Linked DNA regions of Sus scrofa: region 2 is linked to region 1. The links are chromatin contacts, called in public Hi-C maps. All regions are on one chromosome and are shown on one strand. The core of a region is the stretch at or near the end of the contact, and the rest is flanking DNA. Distances in the headings are between cores, read along the strand shown. Region 1 holds the start of CMTM4 (CKLF-like MARVEL transmembrane domain-containing protein 4). Region 2 holds the start of DYNC1LI2 (dynein cytoplasmic 1 light intermediate chain 2).

The links. Hi-C and Micro-C count contacts between places; a contact is called where the count stands out from the background.
Region 2: a contact with region 1 is called in a Hi-C map of skeletal muscle, with 2.4 times the contacts expected there. The contact joins the promoter of DYNC1LI2 here to the promoter of CMTM4 in region 1. A contact is called at or near these places in 1 of 5 promoter capture datasets (liver), 5 of 47 Hi-C or Micro-C datasets (adipocytes, liver, skeletal muscle and 1 more) and 1 of 2 datasets of contacts at active chromatin or transcription factors (skeletal muscle).

The regions. Positions count from the first base shown.
Region 1 is chr6:27,388,875-27,393,280 of Sscrofa11.1, reverse strand. CMTM4 (CKLF-like MARVEL transmembrane domain-containing protein 4) reads left to right here and starts at 1,803. Exons shown (of 4, transcript XM_021094005.1): 1 at 1,803-2,148. The coding sequence starts at 1,963.
Region 2 is chr6:27,443,599-27,447,713 of Sscrofa11.1, reverse strand. It overlaps DYNC1LI2 (dynein cytoplasmic 1 light intermediate chain 2), which reads left to right and starts at 1,576. Exons shown (of 13, transcript NM_001243620.1): 1 at 1,576-1,701; 2 at 1,852-1,925; 3 at 3,974-4,090. The coding sequence starts at 1,595.

The sequences.
Region 1 (4,406 bases), core at 554-3,053:
TTATATGCCCTTAAAAAATAAATCTCTGTCATTTCACTGGGGTTTGGGGAGAAAGCAGAGGCCTGAATGTCTATCCAAACATTAAACTTTTTTTTTTTGACTGCACCCGGCATGTGGAAATTTCCAGCCCAGGAACTGAACCCAAACCAGAGCTGTAACAAGCCGGGTTCTTAATTCACTGAGCCGTGAGGGAACTCCTCAACTTGTTATCTTTAATTGGCAGTCTATCTCCAAGTCCTAGCATGTTCCTTAGCCTATAATAAATGCCCAACAAATAGTTGTTGGTTGAATAGAGTAGTAGTAGAGTCACTATCTTTCCCATGTTTATTTTATTTTTTTTGCTTTTTAGGGCTGCACTTGAGGCATATGGAGGTTCCCAGGCTAGGGGTCCAAACGGAGCTATGGCTGCTGGCCTCCATCACAGCCACAGCAACATCAGATCTGAGACACGTCTTCAACCTACATCACAGCTCAGGCAACACCGATCCTAAACCCACTAAGTAAGGCCGGGGATGGAACCTGCAACCTCACGGTTCCTAGTTGGATTCATTTCCGCTGCACCACACAGGAACTCCTGTCTTTCCCATCTTTAGTAACTAAAAGGTGGGAGCCCTTTAAATTGCAATCTCCTTAGTTATGGCATTTACTGCTTCTCATTTCACAAATTCACAAGGCCATCTGAATTATATACTAGACAACATTGTGTAGTGAAAAAAATCTGGAAAGGAGTAGGCTCTGCCTACCAATTGTGTGGCCTGGAACTAGCAGTCTATAACCTTAGTTTTGTCTTCTGTAAAATGGGAACAATGACACTTTCAGATGCCTTTCTCAGTGCCTGGAGCATGGGAAGTTCTAGATATTTGTTGTCTGGAAAGGTTCAATACCAAAGCGACAATTCTTAGAAAGTCAGTGTTTTATTTCAGCTTAAAATTAGCCTTCACACTTGAATTGCAAATTGGCCCCTAATTAATGCCCATTAGCGAAAAAATCTGTGTTTAACCTGACTTGATTAGACAGAGATCACGAAACCTTTTCAGCTAAGAGAGGAAACTAATGTTAGTTCACCGAGGGTCTCCTCTGGGCCAGCACCCGTCCGTGGTCAGGCGGGTGGATCCAGAACGTACATTGGGAGTTATTCACAAATATTACCCTGTGTCTGTCTTGCAGTCCCAGTACTAAGCGACCCTACTCATCCTGACTTCTCCTCACCCCTGACCGGCTCAGCCCCGACCAGCGTGCCACAGGGTGCCCAGCCTGGGGGACCAGAGGGAAACCCTCTGATCAAACAGTCCGAGTCAGGCCCAGCCTGGGCCCTGTTCCCAGCACCGGGGTTGCGCAGCACCTCTTGGTCTTCATCGGGAAGTCCCCTGGTCTACCTGCAGGGGACCCCACTTCCGCCAGAGGAGAAAATGAGGCAGCGCCCTGGAAATGCAGCTCTGTGCCCCCCGACCCTCCCGTCAGCCTCCAGTCCTCCCGGACCCCACGACCCCCCTTCTTTCGCGGTCCCCAGCCCTTGCACGCTGTGATCTCAGGGCGCGCAGCCGCGGCCCGGGCGCTCTCGCGCCCGCAGGTGAGGGCGGGGCCAGAGGCCCCGGCGCCCCGCCCCGCCCCGCCCCGCCTTCCCGAGGCCCAGAGGAGCGGGCAGCCACCTCCACTCGCTGGCTCCGCTGAGCGCCGCCGAGCGGCCGGCTGTTCGCTCCGCCCCCTCCCGGCCAGCCGCGCCGGCTCCCGCCTCCTTTCCTCCCCGCCCGCTCCCGCCTCCCTCCCTTTCTGCTGCTGAGGCGGCGGGAGCCGAGCCCGAGCGGACCGAGCCGCGGCCGCAGCCGGGCGGCTGGCGCAGAGGAGCGCGGCGGCGGGCAGGCGGTCAGTCAGGCGACGGCGACGATGCGGCGGCCCCGCTGAGCCCGCCAGCTCCGGGCGCCTGGGGCCGGCCGCGCGAGGCGGCCGGGGCTGGGCGGCAGCATGCGGAGCGGCGAGGAGCTGGACGGCTTCGAGGGCGAGGCCTCGAGCACCTCCATGATCTCCGGCGCCAGCAGCCCGTACCAGCCCACCACCGAGCCGGTGAGCCAGCGCCGCGGGCTGGCCGGCCTGCGCTGCGACCCCGACTACCTGCGCAGCGCGCTAGGCTGCCTCAAGGTCGCCCAAGTGGTAGGTGCCGGGCGGGGCCCCAGGTGCGGGCGGGCGGCCTAGCTGTGCGCCTTCCTCCCTGCTCCCGCTTCGGGGGGCGCAGGCCGGGACGGCCTCCGCCTCGCACCCGCTTTCCTGGGCCAGACCCTCGCTCCTCGCGCCCCCTCTGCTTGGTCGGGTCCCCGGGCCACCCCCCGGCCGGCCCTGGAGACCCTGCCTTCCCCAGCCCTGCTGCCTCAGGTGTGCGCCTTCTACCTGAACACCTGCCCCGGGGCCTATTTGTCCATTCCTTCCTTCGAGCCTATCTCGAGCCTCTGTGATTAATTGATTGGGCTTGGTGGTGCGCAGAGCCCGGCGCGGGGTCAAGCCATCCCCTGAGTACTACTGGTCAGAGCAACTTTTGGCAGGTTTTCGGTGCCCGCACATCCTGCACTCCTCTGACGGTCCTTGTTTGTCTCGGCTTCCACCTCTGGGGACTGTGGCTGGTTTCTTCTCCCGCGTCCAGTAGCGTGCCGGGCATATGGTAGATGCTCAAATAAATGTTTGTTGAATGGAGGTATGTAGTCTCGATGCATTGGGGGAGCACAGATTTGCCCAGAGAGTCTCCGGTTTACACTGCAGAGGTTTGGTTCCTCCTAATTCACCCAGAAGATAGAACCGGCATCCCTGAATCCTCTGCCCCAGCACAGTGGCTGGCATTGCCCAATTGGTACCCGAAGTTAAATCACTCTGGGAGGGCAGCCAGTTTTGGAGGTAACAGAAACAGAGAACTTTCTGTTGGACTTGTCTATGGTAGAGCTCATTTCTCAGAATTCTTATTTTTAGCTTCCAGGGTGTTTAGGGCAGGGGCCTGCCCTCCCCCACCTTTTGTGGTTTTCCAAGAGGCCTCTTTGGTTAGTTGCTTAGCTCTGTTGTGGATAGAACATACTTCAGTTGGGGAAAAAACCGTGTCCCAGTATTCCCTGACACAGGTAGGCCTTCCTCTGAGGCCCTGCAGCGAAACTTTATGGACTTCTCAGCCAGAGAAGCCATTTGCACAAAGCTGCAATGTCTGTGCATTTTCTTTCTTCCCAGCATCCGTCTTTTTTGTGCTTACTTGAGTACAAAAATAAATGTTCCTTGGGAATAATATAATATATGGATTCCCTTTAAATAAAGGTCTCAGTGTTTGTAAATTGCAGAATCAGAGACTTTTATCTTTCTCTTGGGTGAAAGGCTTGTTCTGCTGATTGTGGAAGGGTTTTTTTTTGAAAGGCTCTCAGGAAGACAAATAGAGCAGGTTATCCCTCTCTAGAACTTTTAAACTGATCTTATCCAGTAACCCGGAATGTTCTTAGAGGTGAATTGGTTCTGTAGTGAGGCATTGCTGTTAGCAAAAAGAATGGAGGAGGTTGGGGGAGGTGTATAACTGTCTTTTAAAAGAGGCAGTTAGGAGTTCCTGCTTGGTGCAGTGGGTTAAGAACCCAACTGCAGCGGCTCGGATGGCTGCAGAGGTGTGGATTAGATTCTTGGCCCAAAGGATCCCGGGTTCAGTCCCTGGCGGGAAACTTCCATGTACTGCCGGTGCGGCCATAAAAAGAAAAAAAAGAAAAAAAAAAAGAAAAAAGAAAAAAAGCTGATGTTTGAGTACAATGTAGGTAATCAGAAATGAATAAAAGAGCAGGGCGGGAACTTGGACCCAGGTAGAATATATAGGGCCTTGTTAAGTACCTTGCTTTGTTTGCTCTGGACTTTTGCACTGGAGCTTGCCACTCAAAGGATCTGGTGAAAGAATGAAACCCAGTACTTTGTACAAAATATTATCATCTCATTGCTGGAATTTTGTCACCTAAGGCCAGAAATGAAAGCCTATGGTATTTATCATTACCTTTTGTAAAATACTGGGGCTTTTTTGTAGCGCTTTGTTTTTCATCTGGAAGAGCCCTTAAAATCTCACCTAACGCTTGCCCTTTGTCTAATCTCTAGAATTTAAACAGTGAGAAGTTATGTTGTGTGTGGGTGAGTGAAGGATGGGGACCCTGCTTGAAGGGTTTGGTGACTTGAAACAGTCTTCCATGATTTAGCTTCTCAGCCTTGATAAAAACCAAGAGAGGGGGAACCCTATGAGGTCCAAGAAGGTGGACTTTCAGCTTGAACTGGAAAAGAAAACAAGCATTGTTATGAAAACATTTCTCAGATGTCACGAAGCTCAGAAGTACTTCATCAAGAGAGATGGTTTGAGTTCTAATTCTGTGGGTTATTGAGAAAATTTTGACTTTTTCTGATTTAGTTTATAAGAG
Region 2 (4,115 bases), core at 327-2,826, 55 kb before region 1:
TTGCTCTTCCTCGACTTCCAGGGGTATAGTTCTTGATAGGTTTGCATTCTCATTGTCTTGTTTTAACCTTACATTCAGGTTGGCAGATGATTATGCCTATTTGTTGGATCCGTTGAAATTCATGCTGCCAAAATTTTGGCAGAGCCAGGATCAGAATTCAACTCATCTGAAACCCACATACACAATTGTTTTTCTGCCATTCCCACTTCGTTGTGACATTTAGAAATGTAAAATGTTTCTGTTTCCACAAAGATACCAAGAGCCCTCAGATAGAAGCCACACCTAAAGTTAAGCTTGATAGGTGACATTTATTTTTTCTTTGCTTTTCTTCCATTACCCTCTTCCTTCCCTTCTCTCCCCGTCGCTACCCCCTTCACATGCCTTCCTTTTTCCTTCTTTCTTTTCCCCTTCCTTCCTTCCCTCTCTTTCAAAAGGAAATGGAAGCCTCCTATTTCTGGTTGGCTACCAGAAAATACAAATTAAAAAAAAAAAAACCAAACTGTCAGGGAGTTCCCATCGTGGTTCAGTGGTAACAAATCGGACTATTATCCATGAGGAAATGAGTTCAATCCCTGGCCTCTATCACTGGGTTAAGGATCCAGCATTGCCATGAGCTTCAGTGTAGGTGGGAGACACCGCTAGGATCTGCTTCGTTCCTGTAGCTGTGGCATAAGCCAGCAGCTGCAGTTCCGATCTGACTGCTATCCTGGGAACTTCCATATTCTGCATATGCGGCCCTAAAAAGACAATAATAAGTCAATCAATCAATCAATCAATAAAATAATCTGTTAAGTATCCACATTGCTGCAGCTGTGGCACAGCCAGTGCAGCCAAAAACAAAACCTGTTAACAAAGCAAACTAAGGTGTATTTAGTGGTAAAGATCACTACCTGATGGTCCTAATAGAGTCAAGGAAGACGGTGAAAAGTAGGATATTTGTGAGGATTTGAGGATCTCGTTTAAGGCCAGTCTTTCAATTCGGGGGTAGATTAGCATTTGGCAAAATTCATGATATAATAGGTTAAGACCGGTGAGTAAGACTGGAAGTGTCAGGATGCTATCAGAAGATAGCTAGAAAGCACTGGGTCCTTGGTCAGGTTTCTTCAGATTTCTGAGATTCGGATTCATCACTTGTAAGAATTAGATAAGATTCAGTGAGATACTGTGTGACCACACGGTAAAAGCCCGATAAACGGTGCTGTCATGTATCAGTTTCATTCCAAAGCCTGTCCCGTCTCTCCTCGACGGCGCAGCAGGAGTGGCCAGCGCGCGAGGAGCGGGGCGGGGTGCCGTTGTGCCCGTCGGCCAGCAGAGGCCACTAGCGCGCCCTCCGCCCGGGCGGCTCCCACTCGCGCCGCCGCTTCCGCGAGCAGGGCTGTCCCGGCGGCCGCCTGACCGTCGCCCACCTTCAGACACCGCAGTGGCCTCACGACCCTACGGGAGCCCGTGAACATCGAAGGCCCGGAGGAGGGCGGCGGGCGGCAAGGACCCCTTGGGGCGGGCGACGTGGGGCGCGGCGGGCGGCCCGGCCGGGGTCCTCGCGGGTCCTCGGCGGGCCCGGGGGAGGGCCCTCTTTGTGGCTGCAGTTGGCAAGATGGCGCCGGTGGGGGTGGAGAAGAAGCTGCTGCTGGGCCCCAACGGGCCCGCGGTGGCGGCCGCCGGTGACCTAACCAGTGAGGAGGAGGAGGGCCAGAGCCTATGGTGAGACTACGAGGCGGCCAGGCTGAGCCGGCCGGGCGAAGGGAGGGCGCGCCGGGCCCGGCCGGACCGTCGGACAGACTGACGGGCCGTCACTGGCCGGTCAGGTTCAGGCTGGCTGTGGGACCCACCTCTTTGCTGTTGTCCCCACAGGTCCTCGATCCTGAGTGAGGTGTCCACTCGCGCCAGGTCCAAGTTGCCGTCCGGCAAGAACATTCTCGTGTTCGGTGAGCGCCAGGGACGGGGCGTTGCCCGGGGAGCTGGGGTGGGCGAGGCGGACGCCCTCTCACCGAGCCTAGGCTTCCTCTCCCCTACGGCCTGCCTGCAGCCTGCCTCGCCCGGCAGGGCCTGGAAACCCTGGCTGCACAGCCGGAGAGTGGTTGAGTCCACCACGCCCGGAGTCGGGACGGTGCCCCTTTTTGAGAGCCCAGGGATGCTGGCAAGGGGTTGTGGGCACATTCCTTAGTCGCCGTAGTTTGGCTGCAGCATCAGCTCTGCTTTAGAACCCTGGTTCTCTGCTCTAATAGCCTCAAAGTTCACCATACTGGGCGTAGAGAGGGGAGTGAGTAGATTGGAAGGTTAGCGGAGGTGGAGGAACGAGGTAACTGGGGATCGGGTTCGGGGGAGATGCCACAAAAGCCGTTTTTGGATCTGGATGAGCATTGCACAGTGGGAGGGACGTTGCAAAGGACAGCAGGCTCTGGAATCCTCACCAGGGGCTTTACTTGCATTATTTCAGCCTTCACTGCTGGGCTAACTGGTTTAGGTTCCTCACCATCTCTGGTGTCGTTTCCTTGTACAAATGAGGAAGTTTGGCTGGGTTCCTTCCTATGGCAAACCCGTTTGTTTGTTGAGTGAGTCCTGTAGGTTGGTCACTGGGACAGCACAGACATCCCTCAGACACCACACAAGAATCTCCGTCTAATGAGACATGGGTGGATGTGTTGGTAGATGTGTGAGGTTGCTCGGCATGGGCAGGTTATTCTCTGAGCATCATACAGTCTAGTGCTTGCTGTTTGAAAGAAGGTACTTCTTGGAGTGAGGTGTTTTCAAGGATAAATGTCAACATGCAGTGGCCACAGAGGGTTCGTGTTTGCAGGAACACAGGTGACAAGAGCATAAGGGGATTGGAAGCTACCACAACCTCCTCGTGGAAGGTAACTGATGAAGTAAGTTGTGGGCAGATTGTGGAAAGCTGAAGGGTTGATACTTTTTCCTGAAGGCACCCAATTCTCAGGGGCTTTTCATTCACCTCCATCCCCTAATTCTCTTGGGAATCACTGCAAGGGTGGTTTTCCCACTGTCTTTGAGGGGAGCATATGATCTTCTTTAGTTGATGACCAACCACTGTAGTAGGTCTTAAGAAGTCTTCATGCACTGGAGAATCAAGGACACCAGGTCTGTGTTTTAGAAAGGGGACTCTGGCAGTAGAGTGGGAGGGAGGCTCAAAATGAGCAGGAACTAGAGTCGGGCTAAGTGCTTGCCATGTCCATGTTGGATGTGGAGGGCCTTAGGAAGGTGGTGGCATTGTGGGTGGAGAAGAGGACTTTGATCTGTGGAATGCCTTTCAGTTCTCATGTTCTGTAATTCCATATTATTAAATCCCAGGGGTGCCTAGCAGTGTTTATTGGTGGTGGCTCTTCCTGATGTCTGAGGTTTCTTGTGGGGGACGAAGGGGGGTTGTTAGCTGGGTGGAGGGGCATGAGGAGGCACTTGATAATTACTGAGATTGTGCTAAAGAGTTTGGCCTGGGTCTGTAATTATTTTCATCAGTTTCCTAGCCCTCAGGATGCTTACAAAAAAAAATATGCTAAAGTCAAAAGTGAATAACAGTTTCCATTCTTCATGATTATGAGGGAGGATCAGACTTTTTTTTTAGTTAAAGAGTTCCTGGGTTTTAAGGTTAATTATATTTTGAAGATGTCTTGCTCTTCTTGTGGTAAAAGTTGTTTCTGTCAGAAACTAGCCCCACCTTTTGCTTTCAGTTCTCCAGATGCACCTTATAAATGATAGGTAGGGCCAGCAAACCTGTCTTATTCATTTCCTTGTAAAGTAAGAATGTCTGTAGTAGATTGTCATTTTAGATCTTGCAAGTTGCCGCCTTTATCACCTCTCCCCACCCTGACTGCAAACAGTAGATCCTGCCGTGTCTGTGAATGTGGGTGAGAACTCAAGAGCCTTGAAGGTCTTGGTTGTTCCTTGTGTGAATGTCCAGACTCCCCATCCTCGTCTAGAGTAAACAGTACGCTTTGTCTTCTTACATGCATTGCTTTAGGTGAAGATGGTTCTGGTAAAACAACCCTCATGACTAAACTTCAAGGAGCTGAACATGGCAAAAAAGGAAGAGGCCTAGAGTATCTCTACCTCAGCATCCATGACGAGGACCGAGATGGTGAGTAAAGTGTTGATCCACAGAG